7 separate regions of the Mus musculus genome follow, and all the other regions are linked to region 1. The links are chromatin contacts, called in public HiChIP or PLAC-seq and promoter capture Hi-C maps. All regions are on one chromosome and are shown on one strand. Each heading gives the region's core, a stretch centred on a gene start, on an enhancer-like site or on the middle of the called end of the contact. The rest is flanking DNA. Distances are from core to core; before and after follow the strand shown.

Region 1 (2,979 bases), core at 290-2,789:
CCATGGGAAAGAGTGTTTCCTGTGTGCGAGGTCACGTGTGTCCACCTGTGGTGAGGGTTTGCGTGTGCAAGCGTGTGATGTACGAGTATTCCTCAGTCTCTCCACTTTTTGTTTTGTGTTTACTTTGCTTCCCAGCCTGGCCTTGAACTCACAAAGACCCATCCACCTCAGCCTCAGCCTTTTCTACTAAGTGCTGGGATTAAATGGTTTATCATTTTTAATTGTATTTTTTTCTCCTCTTTCTCTCTTTCTGTCTGTCTGTATGTTTGTGGGTGCATGGGTGCCATGACACACATGTGGAGTCAGAGGACAGTTTGCAGAACTCAGTTCTCCCCTTCCACTGTATAGATCGCAGGCATTGAGCTTTCAGGCTTGCAGCAGGCACCTTCGTCTTGACATCTGACGAGCCTCCCCTTGGTCATCCACTTATTTTTTGAGACAGGTCTCATTGAACCTGGAGTTCATAGATGCAGCTAGGTTCACTGGCTGGTAAGCCCCAGCCATAGAGATCTGCCCAGCCCCCAGAATTCGGCTTACAGGTAAACTTGTGGGCCCAACTCTTATGTAGATGCTGGAGTTCGAACTCAGATCCTAGTTCACACCGGCAGGCAGTTTACCCACTGAGACATCCACCTGTCACGTGTGCTAAGCAGAGGCTTCCAGGAAGCTATATTTTTCCTCTTTCCTCCCCTTCCCTTCCTCTCTCTTTCTTTCTTTCTTCCTTTCTTTCTTTCCTGTTGTTTTGTCTTTAGTTTGTTTATTTTGAGACAGTCTCTCCTGGCTCAGAATTACTGGAGTAGAAGGTGACCTCTCTAGTACTTGATCGCCCTGGCTCCACATCTTTCATGTGCTGGGACTACAGGTGTGCAGTCCCGCTGTGAGAGTGGCTTCAGAAAGTCCAGTGCAAACAGAAGTTCATCTCTGGACTAGGGTGTAGTTTAGAGGCAGAGTGATTAGCATTCAGAGTCCTGGGGTCCATCCCCAACCTCACAAAATCAATAAACCACGCCCTGTGATTTGTGTCAGCCCAAGAGTAGTATGAAGGGAATTTTCTGAACACACTTAACAGATGGGTCATGTGATTGACCCCATTTTGCTGATGGGGAAACTGAGGCACAACTTCAATTTCAGGAGATTGGGGTGTGGGTGCTGCAATCTTAGAGTTTGGGTCGGCGGTCACGCCATGGTGCACCCGGCCTGCAGCTGGAAGACTTCCAGCTGCTGGCGGCCAACGGGGGAGGGGTGACCTCCAGTCGCCGCTACCGCACCCGCCCTCGAGCTGGGCTGCGGCCAGCTCCGCCCCCTGCAGCGTCCAGCTGCGAAGGGCGGGCACCAGGCTTGGAGAAGCGGGGACCCTGTCCGGAGGGCTGGTGGCCAGGAGCCGACTGAGACCCTAGGACGTGCTCAGGCCGCAGCGAGAGCGCGTGCACCCCCACGACCACCCTTCAACTTCGCCCCCAGGCCCCGCGGCCGAGGCGCCCGGGAGACTGGAGGGGCGTGGCTTTCTGGTGGGGGCGTGGCTACCGCGCTGGCTCCGCAAGCTTGCGGCGACTGAGGCGGAGCGGGCAGGACGCCTGGGACGGCGGAGGCTCGAGCGTGCCAGGCGAGTGGGACGGAGGGCTGATCGGGGTGGCGTGGGGTCCGGGCTACTCTAGGGGCACTATCAGGATTTCTAACCCACCTCCAACCCGAGGCTACAAGCTCGCACACTCTCTCTTAGCTGGTCCCTCTCAAGTCTTAACATCTGCGCCCAAACTTTGCAAACCGGAGCGTCTGGGTCCCCGCGCTCCTCTCCCCTCCCCAGCCCTGACCTGGGCCCTGCTTCCCTTGCCCCTAGCCCACCTCTATGCCTTTATCATTCCCTGCCTCTCTTCCTCTGCTCCGCCACTCTCGTCTAGCTCTGTCCCCTAACCTTCCCAGGTCCCCGCTCTCGCAGCTCCGGGTGGCCGGACCAGGCCCCTCAGCGGCGGGAAGGCATCCGGGCGTCCGGCCGGGCTGGGCCTGGCTGCTGGGCGGGTGTGGGGATCAGCAGATGTTTGCCATTAGACTGGGACCCCGCAGGCCCCGCCCCCTCCCCGCCCGGGGCGGGGTCCTCCTCACCCCCAACTTTAGGGGCGGAGGGAGCGCGGCAGGAAAACCCCCAGATCCCAGATTCACCCAGGCTGGTGGTGGGGGGGGGTGCACTCTGGGGAGACCCTGTGGCCCTTTCCTGGAAACTCCCACCTGTTGATTCTTCCAGCCTCCTTCCGCCTCTCTCATCCCGGGATCTTGTGGAGAGAGGGGCCTCCTCCGACTCCCGCCACGGAGTTACCAGCCTGAGGTTAGATAACGAGACCCGTAGACCTCCATCGCTCCATCTGGAGAGTAAGATGTATAGGGTCTAGGGGTGCTTTGGGCGAATCTGCCCCGTTTTAGGTTCAAGTCAGAGATCTGCCTGCCTCCGCCTCCCAAGTGCTGGGATTAAAGGCATGTGAGGCTACACTCAGCTTGCAAGATCTTTTTCCAAAAACATAAGCATGGCTGGGGATGGAGAACGTGGGCCTAGCATGTATGAAACCGGGGGTTCCACCCCAGAATGTATGGTGTGGTGTGGTGTAGCCAGCCACGCCAGCACTTATGAGGTGCAGGCTGGAGGATCAGGATTTCAGGGTCATCCCCAGCCACATAGTGAGTTTGAGGCCAGCCTGGGCTACAGGAAACTGCCTTAAATAACCAAACAAAACGGTGTGGTAATTATTCATTATTCATTCCACCTCAGTGCCCCTAGCCCAGGCTACCCCAATTCTGCTCCCTACTTCTGTGTCTCTCTTAAGTCCTCAGAAAATATTTTGGACTAACTTCCTGTCCTTGGAGGTTCTGAGGCTCCAGGCAGATGCAGAGCCAATTTTATCTACAACTGGTAACTGCATTTCAGGTGTTCATGCCAGCAAAGTGAGGGCAGAGACGTGAGGAGACACAAACTGGAGGGACAGAGCTATG
Region 2 (3,163 bases), core at 33-2,532, 430 kb before region 1:
TAACCAGATGCATTGTCGACTCTGATAAGCCCCCGGCTTTAGAATTCTTATACGCCCCGGTACTACTCTGCTCACTACCGCGCCAATTCTTCCTAGACCCTACCCTATCAAAACCCTGAGTTTTTGAGTCTCAGGGTCGATTCCTCTGTCTCCTGAGTGAGATACGTATTGATTGACCCGGAGCTCGGCCATTAAAGCTGCCTCAAGAAGGTCTCTCATGTTTCTTTGGGTGACCCCGCGACCTGAGACTTGAGTGGGGGGCTCCTTCTTGGGGTCCTACAAGATGGCTCAGCGATTAAGAGCACTGACTGCTCTTCCAAAGGTCCCGAGTTCAAATCCCAGCAACCACATGGTGGCTCACAACCATCCGTAACGAGGTCTGACGCCCTCTTCTGGTGTGTCTGAAGATAACTACAGTGTACTTACATATAATAAATAAATAAATAAATCTTAAAAAAAAAAAAAAAAAAAAAAGAGCAACTCAGGGCCTGAAGAGATCTCACAGTCATACTGCTTCCCCCTTGCCTTCTGCTCCTCGGTACCACGTCACAGTCTGCACCACACACATCCAATGCGTGGCTATTCCTGTACCTCAGCAATTTTAAGATTAAGTCTATCAGATACTTTAAAACTACTGTTTAGGACAAGGAACTGAATTTTTATCTTCCCCACTTCCTCCAATTAATGCGCAAAAATATTTAATCCTCGGGGATCCTTTCAGACCCACTAGTCTCTCATCCATCCTAAGGATGGGTTCTATCAACATCTCCCAAGTCTATAAAGTTCCTGATTGGTGACAGCCAGGACACTGACAGGCCTATCCCAGAGTGACAGACAGATGGAGAGTCACCCCTACTAGACCCAGCTCCCTGCACCCAGCTTCCGAGAGTTTCCAGACAGGGCGCAGAGTTCCCCATCCCAACCTTGCAGGTAAACGGAAGCCCAGAGTTCCTAGTGTGACACCGGCGCTGAAGCGACCCAGCGGTCAGGCATTCCTGTCTCTTGCCTGTGGGTGGCAGAGCTGTGCAGGGCGTTGCAGCCAGCTCGAGTCCCCACGCATGGTCGGGGCGCGATAGGACGCTCCGGGGTGCCCTGAGCCCGCCCAGCCCCCATCCCACAGCCATCCACACCGGCTCCACAGGGACGCCGCGCCGAGCTCACCATGATGGGACTGGGAGCGTCCTGTGACTCGGTCTCCGCCACCAGCACAACTTCCCGCAACGGACGCCTGGGGACCACAGGACCCAAGATGGCAGGCTCAGACCTCCTCTGAACTTTCTAAATCCACCCCACTTCCTCATTTCAGAGCGGTCCTGTCACAGGGCCTGAGTGACAGTCAAAGTCACCAATCGATGACGGAAGGCGGGGCGTAGCAAAGGGCATAAGGCTGTCTGATCATACGGAAAGTCTTAGCGGACAGAAAAACGGTATCACAATAATTTATTTTAATTCCCGTGAAGTTTTCTTACTGTGATGTGATGTATGTGTCTCTGTGTGTGTCTCTGTGTTTCTCTGTGTGTGTGTGTGGCGCGGGGGGTGGGTGGGGGGTGCTGACCTGTGGATAAATGATAAGATTAAGCAACTCTGACCCAACCCAGACCGACTCTGACAAAACACATACCAGAAAAAAAAAAAAAAAAAAAAAAAAAAAAAAAGTGCTGGCTGAAGGCTACCTGGGCCCTCTGGGGAACGAAGGTACTCTCCAAGGATGACCCGATATCACCCAGCCAACCAGACAAAAGGTCTAGCCATCCATCACCAAGTGCCTAGAAGCTGTTACTGTAATCTGCCCTCTAAAAAAAAAAAAAAATGTATACGGTGCTTGTAAGCTAGAACCGGGATCGCCCCCTGTCTCTTGCTTGAGAGACTGCTGAAGATCGATCCCTGCGCACCAGAAAAAATAAACATAGATCTTGTCTCACTTGGGGTCTTCCAGCAGGTAAAGCCCCTCTGGGGCTTTACATGAGAAGCATTTTTTTTTTTTTTTTTTTGGTTTTTTTCGAGACAGGGTTTCTCTGTGTAGCCCTGACTGTCCTGGAATTCACTTTGTAGACCAGGCTGACTTGGAACTCAGAAATCCACCTGCCTCTGCCTCCTGAGTGCTGGGATTAAAGGCATGAGCCGCCACGCCCCGCTGAGAAGCAATTTTTTTCTTTTCTTTTTTTCTTTTCTTTTCTTTTTTTTTTTTTAAGATTTATTTATTATTATATCTAAGTACATTGTAGTTGTCTTTAGATGCACCAGAAGAGGGCGTCAGATCTCATTAAGAATGGTTGTGAGCCACCATGTGGTTGCTGGGGTTTGACCTCAGGACCTTTTGGAAGAACAGTCAGTGCTCTTAACCACTGAGCCATCTCTCCAGCCCGAGAAGCAATTTTTAACACAAAATTTAAAACAGTACTGCAAAACTTTTTTATTAAAACCACGGCTAATGCTCAGAGTAATGAGTTGCATTATGGCCCTTTCATGCAGATGTGTAATTATACTGTTTTCATTCATTCTGTATTAACATTCAGAGTATAATAACCAAATAGAAGACCAACAACATTTTAAATCTGTCATGTTGTAATATCCCAAATTAACGTGTAAGCCCCACCTGCCTGGGGACCAGGTACCTTCCTGGAATGCTGTAAGCTGTAGTTCCTGGAAAATAAGGAAACCCCATGGCAAAGAAAGTAGAGGGTAGCCTATGGGTTTTGTCTTTACAAACTCCTATAGCACGTGACCCTGGCCTATAGCACGTGACCCGGGCCCACTTTCAGCTGGGAAATTACAGGAAATAAGTGGTTCTAACCAAAGTCCATCTCTTGGTCAATATTTAATAAAGTTTACTTCAAATTTGGCTCAAAATGGTGGAGTTTGGGTTTTTTTCTGGTGAATCTCAGCATTAGTAATGTAGGAAAATTTAAAGGCTTGTATAATGTGCCCCACATATGCGTATTACCTCCATTCCATTGGGTATTTGTAGGCTATGATACTGTGCTTACACATGTTTTAATGAAATGAACTGACTAACATTGCCCATTTTGTCCAGATGTATCCATTTAAGAGCACAGCAAAGCGAGGAATTGTGGCTTGAGTTTGTTGATACTCACAAGGAAAAACCTTTCCTAAACAGAAGCTGATGGCAGCACAATGGTTGAATCCATGCAGCATATACATC
Region 3 (3,215 bases), core at 65-2,564, 340 kb after region 1:
CTAGCCTGGTCTACAGAGTGAGTTCCAGGCCAGCCACAGAGAAACCTTGCCTCAAAAAGCCAAAAGGAAAAAGTGCAAAATAGGGATTTCTAAGGTGAGGTGGAACCCCTGAAGGCGATGAAAGCAAGCACAGGGATAGAGGTCAGGGCCTATGGCAGCAGAGCTGAGCACAAGCCTGATGGAAGAGGCAGCAGCCCATCCTGTGGTTGGCACACCAAACCAGCAGCTTACGCTGGAGCCTCCCCTCCACGCCTAACTGGTAGAATCAGGAGAACAACTGCAGGGCCCTGGAATGTCAGGCCGCACTGGATTGGCTGAGGATCCCAGGCCAGTGGCCCCCTAAAAACGCAGGTAACCTGGCTGGGCCTCAGTTCCCATCTGTAAATTCATTAACATGCCATACTGGGAGCAACTGGCAGCATGAGACTATGGATCAAGCCTCAAATACCAGGCACAGTGGTCCTTCCAGTTGGGGCTGGTCTATGACCATACAGAAAGTACAAGGCAGCAATTCTGGTTGCCAGGCAAGACTTCTCAAAAAAATAAAATAAACTAAAATAAATAAATCAGAAAGTAACTGTGGGCACCAGGTAGCCTGGTCCTGCCTGGGGACTCAGGGTTGTAGAAGGGTGTTCTTCAATTTATTGCTGCTGTTTGAAGACATGCTCTTCCGTAGCCCAAGGTGGCCCTGAGCTCTCTATGCATCACAGGATGACCTGGAGCGTCTAGCCCTTCTCACATTCCCGGTGCTGGGCTTACAGCTATGCACCTTCAGGCCAGGTTCATTCTGCTGGGCGGGGGGGGTGGGGGGGGTGGGGGGGTGGGGGTGGTGGTGGGGGGTGGTGGTGGTGGTGGTGGTGGTGGTGGTGGTGAAAGCAGGGCTTCCGACATGCCAGGGAGCTGTCCACGAGCTGCTACCTCTGCGTCCCTCGCTTTACTTATTATTTCTACTTTGTCTTGGTTTTGAATTTCTATTTCTCTTTTCTTTTTTTAAATTTTTTTTTTACAGATTTACTTATTTTATGTATGTGAGTACACTGTTGCTGTCTTCAGACACACCAGAAGAGGGCAACGGATCCCATTACAGATGGTTGTGAGCCACCATGTGGTTGCTGGGAATTGAACTCAGGACCTCTGGAAGAGCAGTCAGTGCTCTTAACCACCGAGCCATCTCTCCAGTCCCTGAATTTCTATTTCTCATACCTGTTTTGGAAAAGATGAGCTGCAGAATGAGAGGCCTCCGGGTGACAATTCCTGATCCTCGTGGAAGGAAGTCCCTGGGAGAAGAGAAAGCAGCAGAAATGACTCAGTGCTGCTGGTGACCACAGGCACTAGGCAACTGTTTCCTGCAAGTTTTAACAAACGCACCAACCCCAGCTGCGTTCCTGGAAAGCCCTCGGCTACCGAGGCTCTGCAGCCCAAGGTCTGCAGGGGACCTGAACTAAGTAGGAAGACACAGAGCTGTGTACACACAATCTGCTCTAGCACTTCCACTAAGCCCTCCTTGCATTGTATTTCAGACAATCTTGCCCATGGCAAAAGAGCCACAAGAAAGACTGGGGAAGGATCAAGTTCAAAGCCAACCGAACAAACAACCGCCAGTCACCCCAGTACCCTGGAAGCTGAGGCAGGCCAGACAGGACTACACAGCAAGAAGCTGTCTCAAAATAAAACAAGGGCTGGGGTGTGGCTCAGTTGGTAGAGAGCTTCCCCAGCAGGATTCCCAGCACGGAAGAAAATGGCCATGGTGGCTAATGCCTATACCAGCTAATGTAGAGGCCAAAAATCCCAAGTTAGGTCACCATCAGCACTGCTGCATGGCTGGCCCACAGTTATCCCTGTGTGGTCTCCCTAACTAGGTGTAAAAATTAGTATAGCTGCCAGGCATTGGTGGCGCAGGCCTTTATTCCCAGCACTCAGAGGCAGAGGCAGGTGTGAGTTCCAGGCCAGCCTGGTCTACAAAGGCAGAGGGGGGAGGGGAGAAGAGGGAGAGAAGAGTATGGCTGTCTTGGAGCCATGCACATCTTCTCAGACATGTGGCCCAGGTTACAAGCTACCACAGAGATAGACTTGAACCTGAACAGGCAAAGCTGATCTTTTGTGATAGGAATCAGGGCAAAGGCTTTTCCTTGGAGGAACAGGCAGGAAGACACACAACTGAACTTTCTTGGGAGGCAAAAATTAGCCTCAATGCTGATCTGTACGGTGATCAGCAGTTTTTGTTTTGTTTTGATTTAAAGTTATCAGAACAATCAGGGTGTGTATTTACGATGCATACTTAATTGTGTCTCTCAAGAAAGGTCACTAGCAGGGCATAGGAGATAGGAGGGTCAAAAAGTTCATTACTGCCGGGGCGTGGTGGTGCATGCCTTTAATCCCAGTACTCGGGAGGCAGAGGCAGGCGGATTTCTGAGTTCTAGGCCAGCCTGGTCTACAAAGGGCTACACAGAGAAACCCTGTGGGGGGGGGGGGGAAGAATTTGCAAATAGATACAGAGTGTCTGTGAATCCCAGGCTCAGGAAGAACTCTGGCTGAGTGGCTTCCAGAGACACAAGTGACAATCTGAGGGGCAGGAGGGAACTCGGAAGTAGGAGACTCAGAATGTCAAGGTTGACTTTGGCTACAACACAGGTGCCAGGTCAGCCTCATCAACTAGGGCTACAGCTCAGCAGCACAGCACCAGGCTAGCATGGGCAGCTAATGGCACCATCCCCAACACTGCAAAGGAATGAAAGACAGGAGAGGGGAGGAAGAAAGTCCACTGCCAGCAAGGCTGATGCCTGAGCTTAATGCCCAGGACTGAGATGGTGGAAAGAGAGAGCCAACCCACAAGTGGTCCTCTGACCTCCACACATGCACCACGATATACACAGGAGCACTGATACATATGTGTGCACACACACTAAATAAAAGAGGCATGACCTGTTAAAAGCTTCACAGCTCAGCGGGTGTGTGTGTGTGTGTGTGTGCTGATGGGCCATCCGACAGGAGGAAAGGTGTAGGGGGAGTGGTGTAGGTCAATATTGAAGGCCCATCCGACATTAGTGGGGGGTGGGGGGTGTAGGTCAATACTAACACCCATCCAAAAGCTTAGGCAGTCAGCCACATAAAAGAAAAAGAGTCTTTTATCTTCTCGAAGGAACTTCCTCCTGGGTGGACCAAGTAAGGAGGATTTGTTTTGATCTTAAAGAAAACACCACTGAACTACAATAGAG
Region 4 (3,077 bases), core at 5-2,504, 390 kb after region 1:
GTATAATTCTACTACTGCCAGCTTTGACATCCAACTTTTTCTCTCTGTTGTTTTCAAGACAGGGTTTCTCTGTGTAGTCCTGGCTGTCCTGGAACTCACTTTGTAGACCAGGCTGGCCTCAAACTCAGAAATCCGCCTGGCTCTGCCTCCCAAGTGCTGGGATTAAAGGTGTGCGCCACCCCCCACCCTCCTTTTTAAAGTGTTTGTTTTGTTTGTTTGCTGTAGTGAGGATCTAGACCAGGACACTGGCAAAACACTCTAATTAACTCTTGCACATGCCCAACACAGGACCTATTCTTTATCCTTCTTTTCTTTTTTTTCTTTTTTTTTTTTTTTGGTTTTTCGAGACAGGGTTTCTCTGTGTAGCCCTGGCTGTCCTGGAGCTCACTTTGTAGACCAGGCTGGCCTCGAACTCAGAAATCTGCCTGCCTCTGCCTCCCGAGTGCTGGGATTAAAGGCATGCGCCACCACGCCCGGCTATCCTTATTTTCGTTAGGTGAAAGAGTCCAAATTCAAAGACGATCCAAACCATACGTGGCGTTCGAAGCCCTCCTCTTACCCAGAGCATTCTGGATCTCCACCGACCTCTCTGGGCTCAAAAGTGTCTCTTCTCCATCGTAGGGCGAGCGGAAGTGGACGCCCTCCTCCGTCACCTCGGACAGGGAGAAGAGGGACACCATCTGGAAGCCGCCGCTATCCTGGGGAGACCCCGCAGCGAAGCTGTCAGGAGATTGAGACTGGGGACCTCTCACCTCAACGCAGCGCCCGAGGGCGGCAACCCCAACTCACCGTCAGCAGATTGTGGGGCCAATTCATGAAGCCGTGAAGACCCTGGGCTTTCCGGATCAGCTCCGGTCCCTGTGAGGGAGAAAAAGTTAGCGGTGCCCGCAGCTCCACGGCCAGGTGTGGGTGAGCCCCGGCACTGTGGGCCTTACTCAACAGACTTTTCCAAAGACCCCCTCGCCACCCACCCCCCAGATCGAATCCACACACCGGCCTCAGCCCCAGATGGTAGGTGTTGCCCAAGCAGATGCGGCAGCCCAGGGAGTCCAGCTGCTCCGTGGTGATACCCTTCATGGTGGCCTGTGTACCCACAGGCATGAACACAGGGGTGGCTACCGTTCCATGCGGCAGCCGCAGCTCACCCGCCCGAGCTCCGGAGCGACTGCACTCAGCGACCAGCCGCATTATTCGTGGAGCGGACTCAAGCGAACCTGGGCTGCCTACCGCCGCCATTTTCAGTCCCGGAACCACGTGGCCTGAGACCACAGAGGACAGCGCCGAGGTGCCCCGAATCACGTGATCTGAGAGCTATAGGGAACCATAGCAACTGACGCCACACCCTCCACACGCTTGGGTGCTCTACTTCCAGATCCCATAGCTGTCACCGTTCTAAGGCCCAGTGCCATGGCTTACCGAGTGAAGATACACAGCGCCAAGCCCGATGACCTGTCTCTGGGATCTACAAGACAGCCATTCAAATTCGCATGGGCGTACATACAATAAATGTATTTTAAACACTCCAAGACATGTTTTTCTGCTGTATAAAATACAACAGCCGGATATGATAACTCATCAGGAATCTCAAGATTTCAGAGGCTGAGGAAAAAGGATTATGTGCAGTTGGAGATCGACACCGGCACAGTGAGTTTCCTGCCAGCTTGGGCTACAGAGAGATCTCATCTCACAAAAAGGGAGGGGAAAAAAAGATGGAGCCAAGCCTGTTATTGTACTCCTTTGATACAAGGAAAGGTAGAGGCAGGTGGATCTCTGTGAGCCTATATAGCAAGCTCCAGGAAAGTTAGGGCTATATTGTGAACTACCTCAAAAAACAAGCAATAAAAAAGGCACTGTAGGGCACTACTGCAATCCCAGCACTTGGGAGGCAGAGGCAGGCAGATTTCTGAGTTCCAGGACAGCCAGGGTTACATAGAGAAGCCCTGTTTCAAAAAGCAACAACAACAAAAAACCCTAGCCAGACAAACAAAAAAACCTGATGGCTCAGCAGTTAAGAGCACCGACCGCTCTTCCAGAGGAACTGGATTCAATTCCCAGCACCCACATGGCAGCTCACAACTGTCTGTAATGCCGAAATCTGACATACATGCAGGCAAAACATCAATGCACATAAAATTATTTTTTAAAAAAAATCAGGGCTGGAGAGATGGCTCAGCGGTTAAGAGTACTGACTGCTCTTCCAGAGGTCCTGAGTTCAATTCCCAGCGACCACATGGTGGCTCACAATCATCTGTAATTGGATCCAATGCCTTCTTCTGAAACAGTGGCAGTATACTCAAATACAAAAAAAATCAAAAGCCGGGCGTGGTGGCGCACGCCTTTAATCCCAGCACTCAGGAGGCAGAGGCAGGCGGATTTCTGAGTTCGAGGCCAGCCTGGTCTACAAAGTGAGTTCCAGGACAGCCAGAGCTACACAGAGAAACCCTGTCTCAAAAAACAAAAAAACAAAACAAAAAAAAATCAAAATAGGGGCTAATGAGCACGTACCCAGAGGACATGGTACTCCTAGCACACACAGCCCCCTGTAACTCCATTTCCAGTGGATCTGATGTCCTCCTCTGACCAGGCAGGTAAGATGGTAGCACACCCACATTCAGGCAAAATACTTAAATACACAAAATAAATCTTTTAAACAAAAACAACCCAACTTTCTCCCTGGCATGCACAAGGCTCTGGGTTGAGTCCTCTGCACACATACTCACATAGCATACTCTTCATACATGTAGTCACTAACAATAGTCTGTCATTCTGTGTTCATTTACTAAGGACCTAGCATGTAGTCAGGCGCTCAGTCATTTTTTTGTCAAAGGATTCCTATCATTACAAAAAGAAATCTAATGCCCAGAAACTTGACCCTATTACTTTATTCAATGAGGGAGGTGTGTGTGTGTGTACAGTCACGTGTTCCCACTGCCCTGACCAGAGATTTAATAAAGATAGCCAAGTGATTTTCTGTCAATATAAACCGTATCTGCCACCTCTGCCGGCAGAGGGCACCATTGTCCCACAATATTCCCAGTGAGCTGCTATGCAGAACCTGCTATGATGGGCAGAGGTAC
Region 5 (2,955 bases), core at 275-2,774, 510 kb after region 1:
CTTGCATATAATAAATAAATAAATCTTTAAAAAAAAAAAAAAAAAGACAATTGCCAGACTGGAGAAATGAGATGGCTCACCAGTTAAGAGCACTGGCTTCTTGCTCCTCCAAAGGACCTGGGTTTAATTCCCAGCACCCACATGGCAGCTCAGTTCTAGATTCGGCACCCTCACACAGACATGCATGCAGGCAAAACAGCAATGCACATAAAAAATAAAAAGGAGTCAGGCAGTAGTGGGGCACGCCTTTAATACTATGCACTTGGGAGGCAAAGGCAGGCAGGTGAAGAACAGTCTGGCCTACATAGGGAGTTCTAGGACAGCCAGAATTACATACTAAGACCCTATCTTGAAAAACGTAGAAAAATCTAAAAGAGAATTATTACAATATGTGGCTATTTGATTGTCTATATGTGCACCATGTTGGTATAGGTCAGAAGAGGGTGTTGGATCTCTGAAGCTGGAGTTACTGATGGCTAAACTGTCACATGGTTGCTGATATTGAATCCTAAATCTTCTACAAAAGCATTGATCCATCTTTCAGGTTCTATAAATAAATAAATAAATAAATAAATAAATAAATAAATAAGTAAATAAATTAAAGGAGACCATCTTGGTAGCCCATTCCTTTAATCCCAGCACGAATGGCAGAGGAGGCAGGTGGATTTTGAGTTCAAACAGATCAAATAAGTTTCAGGCCAGCCAAGGCTACACAGAGAGACCCTGCCGCAGAAACATAAAAACAAACAAAAGTCGGGCGGTGGTGGCCTTTAATCCCAGCATTTGGGAGGCAGAGGCAGGCGGATTTTTGAGTTCGAGGCCAGCCTGGTCTACAGAGTGAGTTCCAGGACAGCCGGGGATACACAGAGAAACCCTGTCTCGAAAAAACCAAAACCAGCCAACCAAACAAAAATGTTAGAAGGCACCGCGCTTTACCACTCAGAAGCCGTTCCTTTAACCCAGCAGTCGAATGAATGAACTAAGCTCCGAGTTTCACAGTAAGAGCTTGCTTATTAGCATTTCCGCGGTCCGTGAATGACTAAAATGTTCCAGTTATAGGAGTTTCCAGTCCTGCCTCCCTTCCTCCCGGAGGCGCTAAAGATCCAAGATGGGCCCGCGCCAGCCTGTCTCCAGCCTCTCCGCTGGGGTCAGTTAAACCTCCTCCTCTTTCCCGCCCGCCCGCCGGTTTTGAAAAACCAAAATTCCTGCTGTGGCGGGCAGCTCCACTGGTCGCTGCACGCTGACCAATCAGGAGCCACGCCACTGCTACGGGAGAGACAAACCTCCCCAGCAACGCGTGCTGATTGGCTGTTATTCCCAGCAGGCGGGACTAATGGAGGTCGGGCTCTGGGCAAAGTGGCTCTCGCTACTCTGTTGCGAGTTTGTAAGAAAACAAGGGCGCTCTGGGCGGGGCCTGGGGCGGGCTTGCCTCGCCCACTAGCGGCTGACTCTGGCGGCCAGTACAGTGCCGGCTCAGAGCAGACCCCGCCCGCGCAAGGAAAGGAGGGAGGGTGAGTCTGGGGAGACCCGGCCCAAGGGGCGGGCGCCGAAGGGCTGGGCGGGGTTCCCCGCTGCCTCTCTCGGTGACAGGGGGAGGAGCTAGCTGCGAGCGCTGGGGTCGTACGGGCGGAGGGCGCAGGCTCTGAGGCCGGCAAATGATCATAGAGTTGGCCCTGGTGGCACCGCAGTCCCTAGAGTTCTGATCCAGCTCTTGCTGGTTCCCCAGCCCTGACCTTAACTGGGCTTGGGGCTGGGTGGGTTTCACAGTCCACCGGTATCCACTATGCTTCTGGAAGAAGTCTGCGTCGGCGACCGGTTGAGTGGCGCAGCGGCCCGTGGCGACGTGCAAGAGGTCCGCCGCCTTCTTCACCGGGAGCTGGTGCATCCTGACGCCCTGAACCGCTTTGGCAAGACGGCCTTGCAGGTGAGGCCTGGCTGGCACCCGGCCCCCACACCCCATCCCTACAAGTCTCCTGACCCGGGTTGGTGATCCCTTAAGGTTTAGTCCTTGCTTGCTCTGATGTTGGGTGGGTGGTGAGGATGCGATGGGGGAGGGGATGGCTTTTCAGCTCTTGTCTAATAGCCTGACAGATTCAGTTTCCCTGCAGACCTTTATTCTGTGGGTTCATCTTCTTTTCGTGCCAGTCCTTGAGGACAGCTCATATTTCTTGAGGCTCCTTAAAGATATTCGATCTCTGGAAGATGGCATGCATGTCTTCTCCAAGGGAGATAGCCTTTTTTTTTTTTTTTTTTGAGGTGCCCTCTTGAAGGATCTCTGGTTATTTCAGGGACATCTTCATTTCGGCAGGTGATGTAGATTTTTTCCCCTTTTGTATCTTCTGCGTGCCTAGTAACAAAAACGATTCCTTATTGCTTGAAGGTCCCGTAATTTGGGTGGCATTTATAGGAGAGTCCCACCTTTTCATGGGTACTCATACATTCTGAAGATCATGCCTATGTCTAAGGAAGTTATTTCTCGACAAAGGGGATCCAAATTGTCTAGAGCATCTCTTTCTCAAAAATTCTATGTAGTTCCCAGATTGTAGTGTTGAAGGGGCTTTACAGCCCTAATGATATGGGACTGCTCTGGCCTCAAAGAGGCTTTAGACGCCTTCCTGGTTCTCTCTCTCTCTCTCTCTCTTCAAGACAGGGTTTTTCAGTGTAGCCCTGGCTGTCCTGAAACTCACTCTGTAGACCAGGCTGGCCTTGAACACAGAAATCTGCCTGCCTCTGCCTCCCGAGTGCTGGGATTAAAGGCGTGCGCCACCACTGCCTGGCCCGGTTCCCTTTCTCATCCATTCTCTTTACTTCTCTTGCTTCTTCATTTTCTTTTTTTATTTCTGAGACAAAGTCTCACTTTGCATCTCAGACTGGCCTTGAACTTGAGACTGTCCTCCTGCCTGAGCCTCTGAGGTCCTGGGATTATGAAAGCGTCACTATGCCTGGCTTTTTAAT
Region 6 (3,189 bases), core at 131-2,630, 330 kb before region 1:
TACAGTTATGAGTGCACTGGGCTATGTGAGAGATAACCACTGGAGCAGTGTACAGTTATGAGTGCACTGGGCATGTGAAAGATAGCAACCCCTGGGATTATGTTCTTTTTCTCAGGAATTCATTTTTTGGGGAAGTGTATTTTTTAGACAGGATCTCACACTTTAGCCCAGGCTGACCCAGTCCTCCCTATTTAGCCCAGTTGTCTCAAACTCACTCCAATCCTCCTGCCATTAACAGACATGATCTACCACACCAGGACTCTTTAAATCTTTATTACATTTATTTACTTACTTATTATTGGTAGGGCAACAACCCGGATGTGGAGGTCAGAGGACAACTTTTGGGAGCCGGTGCTCTCCTTCCGGAAACCTGATGGAACTCAGGCTCTCAAGTCTTGCCAGAAAGTGCCGCTCTGAGCCATCTCGAAGGCCCATCGCCAGACTTTATTCTTTGGGATTCCTTTGTTGTTCTGTTTAGGTTTTGTTTTGGTTTTAGAGACAGGGTTTCTCTGTGTAGCTGTGGATATCCTGGAACTTGCTATATAGATCAGGCCGCCTTTTAACTCAGAGATCTGCTTCCGCCTCTCGAGTGATGGGATTAAAGAAGTGAGTCCCATTCTGGCCCAGCTTTATTTTGTGGAATTCTAAGGACAACCTATTTATTTATGAATGAGACAGTCTCAGGTCTTGAACTTGCTATGGAGCTGAGATTTATCATGAACTCTTGACCCTCTGACCTCCACGGCCCAGGGTTACACTGCGCACCTGGTGTATACCGGCCTGCGTCTGTGACCTAGGGCTTCGTACGTGTTGGCACGCACTCTACCAACTGAGTCACACCCCAGCCTCCCTGCAAACCGGCAAAATTTCTTGTTTGAAATAACAGGAAAGACCTGCAGTGTGCGGAAGAGGATGGCTTTGCTCCGCCCCTCTGGGTCCCTCTCTGCCTAAATTCCTTCTCTCCCGATCAATCTTGAAGGCCTGTTTTACAGGTGGCTGTTATCTGGCACAGATAGCTCAGTCAAATCCCCTCCTCCGCCCCCCCGCGCGCCCCAAACCCACTGCTGGGATGGAACCCGAGCCGCTCTGGGGCCAAGCAAGCCCTCCACCGCTGACCTGCCACCAGCCTGGTATCTTCTCACCCATTTTAAAGACCGGGAGACCGAGCCTGGCTCAGTCCGGGGCTGGACCTCCCCTGCGCGGCCACCAGAGGCTGTGAGCACCCCAAAAGTCGAAGGCAGGTGGTATTGAAATCAGGTCCCGGGTCTCCCTTAACTCCTGGGACTCTGAACCTTGGAGGCGAGGCGCCAGGTAATGGCTGAGGCAGGATTGGGGCGGGGAAACCGAGGCACCCGCCCTCTGCAACTCTGGACTCTGTAGGGCAGGCAGGGAGCCGTGGGCGAAGGCTGGCCCGCGCCGCCTCTTCCCAACTCGTGCAGCCCGGAGCGACCCGCCGCGAATCCGCAGCTCAGTTGGGTAGCACAGCTTGTCCTGGACCCACCGCCAAGGTGAGACTCGCCCGCCAGGCCCTTGCTCTGCCTCCCACGGGGGAGGGGGTCTCTGTCTGTTGGGGCCACCCCACTTCCTTCCTGTTCGCCTCTACTGAGAGGTGCGAGTGGGGAATGCAAGGCAAACTCTTCGCTGGGTGACCTGGGGTGAGTCGCTGACCCTCTCTGAGCCTTTATGCAAAGCACGGAACGAGAGATTCCAGAATCCGAGCTTGCAGGGACCGGAGGGGTTGGTGGTGAGTGTTCAAGGAAGGAGTCTGGAAAGATTGGGCGGCTTGTGAAGTTAAGGAGGGAGGGGAGGAGGTGGGAAGCTGGCCACACCCACCACAGCGCTGGGCTCTGCGGTCGAAACAGCCTGCAGCTGACTGCTGTAGGTGCCAAGGTCAAAAGGCTACAGCCAGCCACGTGGTGTGTGCCTTCTGGAAGTTCCTTAGGCTGGAAACCGGGTGTGGGAAAGGCCATGGAAGAGTGTGGACAGAACTTCCTGGAAAAGGCAGTTATTGCTGCTGTTTATGATGGCGAGGGGGAACTCGGAGACAGTCCCACACTTAGATGACTCCAGATACACAATTTGCACTAGGACTTACAAAACACAGAGGAGACAGGGGGCTGTTACATGGGCGCCACAGAGGAATTATTTAGGCCTGTAATTCCAACACTTGGAAGTGGCTCATCTTTGGCTACCCAGGGAGGAAGTTAGGGATAGCCTGGGCTTCTTGAGACACTGTCTCAAAACAAAAACAAAAAAAAAAAAATAATTGGAGTGTATGTCACAGGCAAGCCACTGAGGTTCCCATGCTAGAGTCGAGACACCCACCCAGAAAAAGTGACAGCGAGTTACAGACAGCCAAGGGTGTGAAAACACAGACGTTCAGCCTAGAACAGCCTCAGTGCAGTGAACAGTCAAACTCGGGACCTACAGATGCCCAGTACACATTACCATCAGACCCTGGCTGACTGTGCTGGCTTCGAGAAACTTTTCACGGCTCAGTCTGGCCTGGGTGCCCCCGCCCCAGCCCCATTTCCAGTTCTGGGGAAGTCCAGTGCTCACATGACCCAAGGGGAGGGCTTCTGGACAATCCTCGGAGAAAATGCATCATCTTTCCCAATGATGCACTTCTGCCCCAGAGAATAAAGACTCGGTGATCACCGCTTTTGGTCCAGGAGCTTAACTGCCTCTTGCAGCCTCTCTGACCACCTGTGCTTCCTCCAGGGTAAGTGTCAGAGGAGCGAGGTGGAAGAGGCCTGTGGGGGCCACCTTCCCAGCTCCTCAGCTCCTTGCAGGCCCAATTGCTACTGGTGTGTCTGTGGAACTGACGGCTGTAGATGGCTAGGGTGTGTGTGTGTGTGTGTGTGTGTGTGTGTGTGTGTCTTAAGACCGGTCTTATGTCTTTATCTCAGACTTTCTGTTTCCATTTTTCAAACTTCCCAATGTAGCTGAGGCTGGCCTTGAACTTCTGGTCCAGTTGCTCCACCTCCATGGTAGTGCCTGAGTTTATAGGCATGCACCGTGAGACCAGGCTCAGCGGGCTAGTCTTTCTTTGCTTGGACCAGGGTCTCGCTCTCTGTCCTCACCAGAGACTCTGAACTCCCTCTCTTCCTCACAGATGGATTCATGGGTGGTGCTGCTGGGCCTACAAATCATATGGCTCCCACTCCTGACCCACGGTACAGCCCCCAC
Region 7 (3,108 bases), core at 374-2,873, 490 kb after region 1:
GGTGGCTCACAACCATCTGTAAAAAGATCTGACTCCCTCTTCTGGATTGTCTGAAGACAGCTACAGTGTACTTACATATAATAAATAAATGAATCTTTAAAAAGATTTAAAAGGAAAAAAAAGAGAAAAAAGGGGGAATTTAAGGTTAGCCTGTGCTATACATGAGGCCCCAGACAAAAACATTAAGGGCTGGGAATGTAATCAGGGGCACAGGGCTTGCCTGTCACCAGCAAAGGTGGGCGTTCCACCCCCTAGGACTGTCAAAACAACCAGAATAAGAGAATTGTGGCCTGATAACCCGGCTGTGTGGCCCTGAGACTGTCTGTGCTCTGCTTCCTCCCAGGTGGTGGCTGATAAGCTCTTCACACAGGCCCTCTGCTTTAGGACAATTGCCTTGGGAGATCCTCATAGCTGCATCTGGACTCCCGGCCTGTTAAAGGTCAGAGCCCGCACCGATGCCCAAACGGGCTTTGTCGCCCCCTGGCGGCTGCACAGGAAACGTTTCTTCCACAGCGGAGCGTCATGTAGATGGCTAGGCTAAGGTTTAGAGTGGGTTTTTTTCCCCATCACCTTCCGCAAAACGGTATCCCAGCAATGGGGAAGCAGAATGATCTTGAGTTTAAGGGTAGCCTGGGATATTAAAAAAAAAAGAATGAAATTAGAAAACGGAAAACAAAGTCAGACATGTTGGTTCGTGACTAATCACAGAACTTGTAAGGCTGAGGCCAGTCTGGACCACACAATGAGCTCCAGGCCATCCGGGCTATCTCAACCTTTCTTCTAGATTTTTTTTTTTTTTTTTTTTTTTTATGGTTTTTCGAGACAGGGTTTCTCTGTATAGCCCTGGCTGTCCTGGAACTCACTCTGTAGACCAGGCTGGCCTCGAACTCAGAAATTCGCCTGCCTCTGCCTCCCGAGTGCTGGGATTAAAGGCGTGCGCCACCGCCCGGCTTCTTCTAGAATTAATAACACAAAACAAATAAACAACACGAGCGAAGCATGGTGGCGCCTTTAATCCCAGCACTCGAGAGGAAGACGCAGGTGGACTCGAGGCCAGCTATGGCTACACAGAGAACTCTGTTTTGAAAAAAATATATACAACTAGCAGCAACAGCAATACTAATAATAACAACAGAAACAACGAAACAATTAAAATGTTTAGTGTGAGAAGGATTAACACTACTGAACATCTAGTGGTGGGCACCGGGTCACACATAGAAAAAGGGCCAAGTCCTGTTGAAACTGGTATGTGTGGGTGAGAGAACAAGTTACATAGACACACGAACAGGCTGATGCCCTGGTGGGTGGATGGATGCTTGATTGGGTGGATACGTGTATGTATGGGTGGGTTAATGTAGATGTGAATGTGTATACGTATGTGGAAGGGGGTGATGGATGGATGTGTGGGTGGGTGGGTGAGTGGAAGCGGAGCGTGAATGGATACATGGGTAGGCGGATGCGAGGATCGATGGAGAACTTGAGACAGGACAGCAGTCGCGGCTCCTGGACCAGCCTTGGCATTTGCCGCCGACCGTGCCTCTCACCTGGCGGCCTCCCCTTTAAGACGCATTCACCTGGCGGCCTCCCCTTTAAGACGCGCTCACCTGGCGGCTCACCTGGGCGAAGGCGCTTCCGCAGGAAGAAGGAAGCCGCAGCGCTGCCGCCTCTGCAGCTCGCTCTCGCCTCCTAGCTTCACGGACTGCCACCATGTCGGCCTCGGCAGTCTTCATTCTGGACGTCAAGGGCAAGGTGAGGCAGAGGGCGAGGGATCGAGGTACTCCGGGCGAGTCCGCGGGCCTAGGGCTCAGGACCAGGAGCCGGGAACCCGTCCTCTCCAGCCGTCTGTGGCAAGGGGCTTCACCTCTCTTAGAGTCATTTTCCGTGTTTGTAAAATGAGATGCCCACCATCTGAGCGCCCTGAACCAGTGAGCACAGTCCTTCTGCAACCCTGGGGCTCAAAAATGCGCCAAGTGTAACTCTCTGGCTATCCTAGCAAGCTTCTCCAGTGTCGATCAGAGCGGTAGAGATGAAAACAAGAGCCCTGTAATGCAATGACAGCCTGGTCATGTGCCTCAGTGGGCAGCTGGCTGGCCTAGCACACAGACCTAGGTAATGGTCCCAGCGCACTGCATAAGCAGCCATAATTCCAGCACTTGGAAGGTGGAGGCAGAAGGATCAGGAAATCAAGGGAGTTTGAATCGGGCCTGAGCTATGTGTGAGTGACACCCTCACTGTCTCAAAAACAAAACAGGCTCAACAAGCCCAGGCACCGGCTGCCTAAGCCTGGCGACCTGAGTTTAAGTCTCAAACCCAAGTGAAAGGGAATGGAGACCACACACACACAGACACCACACAGACACACACACATACAGACACACACACACACACACACACACACACACACACCAGGCATCAGCATGCTCCCTCACACACTATGCACACAGAAAATAATAGTGCCTGTGAAAAGAAGCTAGCAATAACGACAAGGGGGTCAGGTGTCCTACCATGCACCTGTCATCCTAGCTACTCTGGAAGCCGAGTCAGAGGGATGACCTGAGCTCAGGAGGGCAAGGCCAGCCTGGGCTACAATAGCAAGACAAAACAAAGAAATAGAATAACCTTGAACAAGAACAGCTTAGGAAGGGAGGTTCAGCTCCACTTCTCTGCTTTTTGTGGACATAGTTTAAAACCTCAACTCCTTCAGCCTGGAAAGTGGAGACAAAGACACCTGCCTCAAGGCTGAGAGGTGACAGGCACTGAAACTCCTCAGCAAAGATTCTTCCTCCTCTTCCTCCTCTTCCTCCTCTTCCTCCTCTTCCTCCTCTTCCTCCTCTTCCTCCTCTGTGTGTGTGTGGGCGGGGGGGGGGGGTAGGTGGGGTGGAACCCAAGCTAAGCCAGCACACTGGCACTAAATTACATCTTTTAAATATTTATTTATTTATTTATTTATTTATTATATGTAAGTACACTGTGGCTATCTTCAAACACTCCAGAAGATGGCATCAGATTTCATTACGGATGGTTGTGAGCCACCATGTGGTTGCTGGGATTTGAACTCAGGACCTTTGGAAGAGCAGTCTGCACTCTTAACCGCTGAGCCAGCTCTTC

The links. Promoter capture Hi-C pulls out the DNA fragments that hold promoters and counts their contacts. HiChIP or PLAC-seq counts read pairs in DNA pulled down with a chosen protein or histone mark. Capture Hi-C pulls out chosen DNA fragments and counts their contacts.
Region 2: a contact with region 1 is called in a promoter capture Hi-C map of pre-B cells, with 2.9 times the contacts expected there. The contact joins the promoter of Zfp809 here to the promoter of Kank2 in region 1. A contact is called at or near these places in 2 of 39 promoter capture datasets (hematopoietic stem and progenitor cells and pre-B cells) and 1 of 115 datasets of contacts at active chromatin or transcription factors (embryonic stem cells).
Region 3: an H3K4me3 HiChIP or PLAC-seq map of embryonic stem cells shows a contact between it and region 1, with 5 times the contacts expected there. The contact joins the enhancer-like site here to the promoter of Kank2 in region 1. A contact is called at or near these places in 1 of 39 promoter capture datasets (pre-B cells), 3 of 115 datasets of contacts at active chromatin or transcription factors (embryonic stem cells, microglia and pancreatic cancer cells) and 1 of 9 other capture datasets (adipose tissue).
Region 4: a contact with region 1 is called in a promoter capture Hi-C map of second pharyngeal arch cranial neural crest. The contact joins the promoter of Qtrt1 here to the promoter of Kank2 in region 1. A contact is called at or near these places in 6 of 39 promoter capture datasets (cranial neural crest, frontonasal cranial neural crest, maxillary cranial neural crest and 3 more), 1 of 115 datasets of contacts at active chromatin or transcription factors (pancreatic cancer cells) and 1 of 9 other capture datasets (liver).
Region 5: an H3K27ac HiChIP or PLAC-seq map of embryonic stem cells shows a contact between it and region 1, with 3 times the contacts expected there. The contact joins the promoter of Cdkn2d here to the promoter of Kank2 in region 1. A contact is called at or near these places in 1 of 484 Hi-C or Micro-C datasets (embryonic stem cells) and 2 of 115 datasets of contacts at active chromatin or transcription factors (embryonic stem cells and pancreatic cancer cells).
Region 6: a contact with region 1 is called in a promoter capture Hi-C map of pancreatic islet. The contact joins the promoter of Acp5 here to the promoter of Kank2 in region 1. A contact is called at or near these places in 2 of 39 promoter capture datasets (hippocampal neurons and liver), 1 of 115 datasets of contacts at active chromatin or transcription factors (pancreatic cancer cells) and 2 of 9 other capture datasets (embryonic stem cells and pancreatic islet).
Region 7: a contact with region 1 is called in a promoter capture Hi-C map of pancreatic islet. The contact joins the promoter of Ap1m2 here to the promoter of Kank2 in region 1. A contact is called at or near these places in 2 of 39 promoter capture datasets (pre-B cells and stem cell-derived epiblast-like cells), 1 of 115 datasets of contacts at active chromatin or transcription factors (embryonic midbrain) and 2 of 9 other capture datasets (adipose tissue and pancreatic islet).

Annotation. Positions count from the first base shown.
Region 1 is chr9:21,797,106-21,800,084 of GRCm38.p6, reverse strand. Kank2 (KN motif and ankyrin repeat domains 2) reads left to right here and starts at 1,539. Exons shown (of 12, transcript NM_145611.4): 1 at 1,539-1,603.
Region 2 is chr9:22,223,831-22,226,993 of GRCm38.p6, reverse strand. Zfp809 (zinc finger protein 809) reads right to left here and starts at 1,282. Exons shown (of 5, transcript NM_001164624.1): 1 at 1,162-1,282. The coding sequence starts at 1,164.
Region 3 is chr9:21,455,565-21,458,779 of GRCm38.p6, reverse strand. It overlaps Dnm2 (dynamin 2), which reads right to left. Exons shown (of 21, transcript NM_001253893.1): 2 at 1,204-1,277. Among named protein-coding and RNA genes, the nearest start is that of Gm46104, 8.6 kb to the left of the region's middle. Within about 2 kb of position 1,314, at least 43 of the 459 cell types and tissues checked have an H3K27ac peak or open chromatin away from gene starts, as enhancers often do. A contact at or near this core is called in embryonic stem cells and microglia, where this site is marked.
Region 4 is chr9:21,410,014-21,413,090 of GRCm38.p6, reverse strand. Qtrt1 (queuine tRNA-ribosyltransferase catalytic subunit 1) reads right to left here and starts at 1,254. Exons shown (of 10, transcript NM_021888.2): 1 at 994-1,254; 2 at 790-858; 3 at 560-698. The coding sequence starts at 1,236. It overlaps Gm16853 (predicted gene, 16853), which reads left to right and starts at 1,371. Exons shown (of 5, transcript NR_045742.1): 1 at 1,371-1,644.
Region 5 is chr9:21,289,778-21,292,732 of GRCm38.p6, reverse strand. Cdkn2d (cyclin dependent kinase inhibitor 2D) reads left to right here and starts at 1,524. Exons shown (of 2, transcript NM_009878.3): 1 at 1,524-1,924. The coding sequence starts at 1,784.
Region 6 is chr9:22,130,056-22,133,244 of GRCm38.p6, reverse strand. Acp5 (acid phosphatase 5, tartrate resistant) reads left to right here and starts at 1,380. Exons shown (of 5, transcript NM_001102404.1): 1 at 1,380-1,508; 2 at 3,116-3,189. The coding sequence starts at 3,116.
Region 7 is chr9:21,310,848-21,313,955 of GRCm38.p6, reverse strand. It overlaps Ap1m2 (adaptor protein complex AP-1, mu 2 subunit), which reads left to right and starts at 1,623. Exons shown (of 11, transcript NM_009678.2): 1 at 1,623-1,749. The coding sequence starts at 1,708.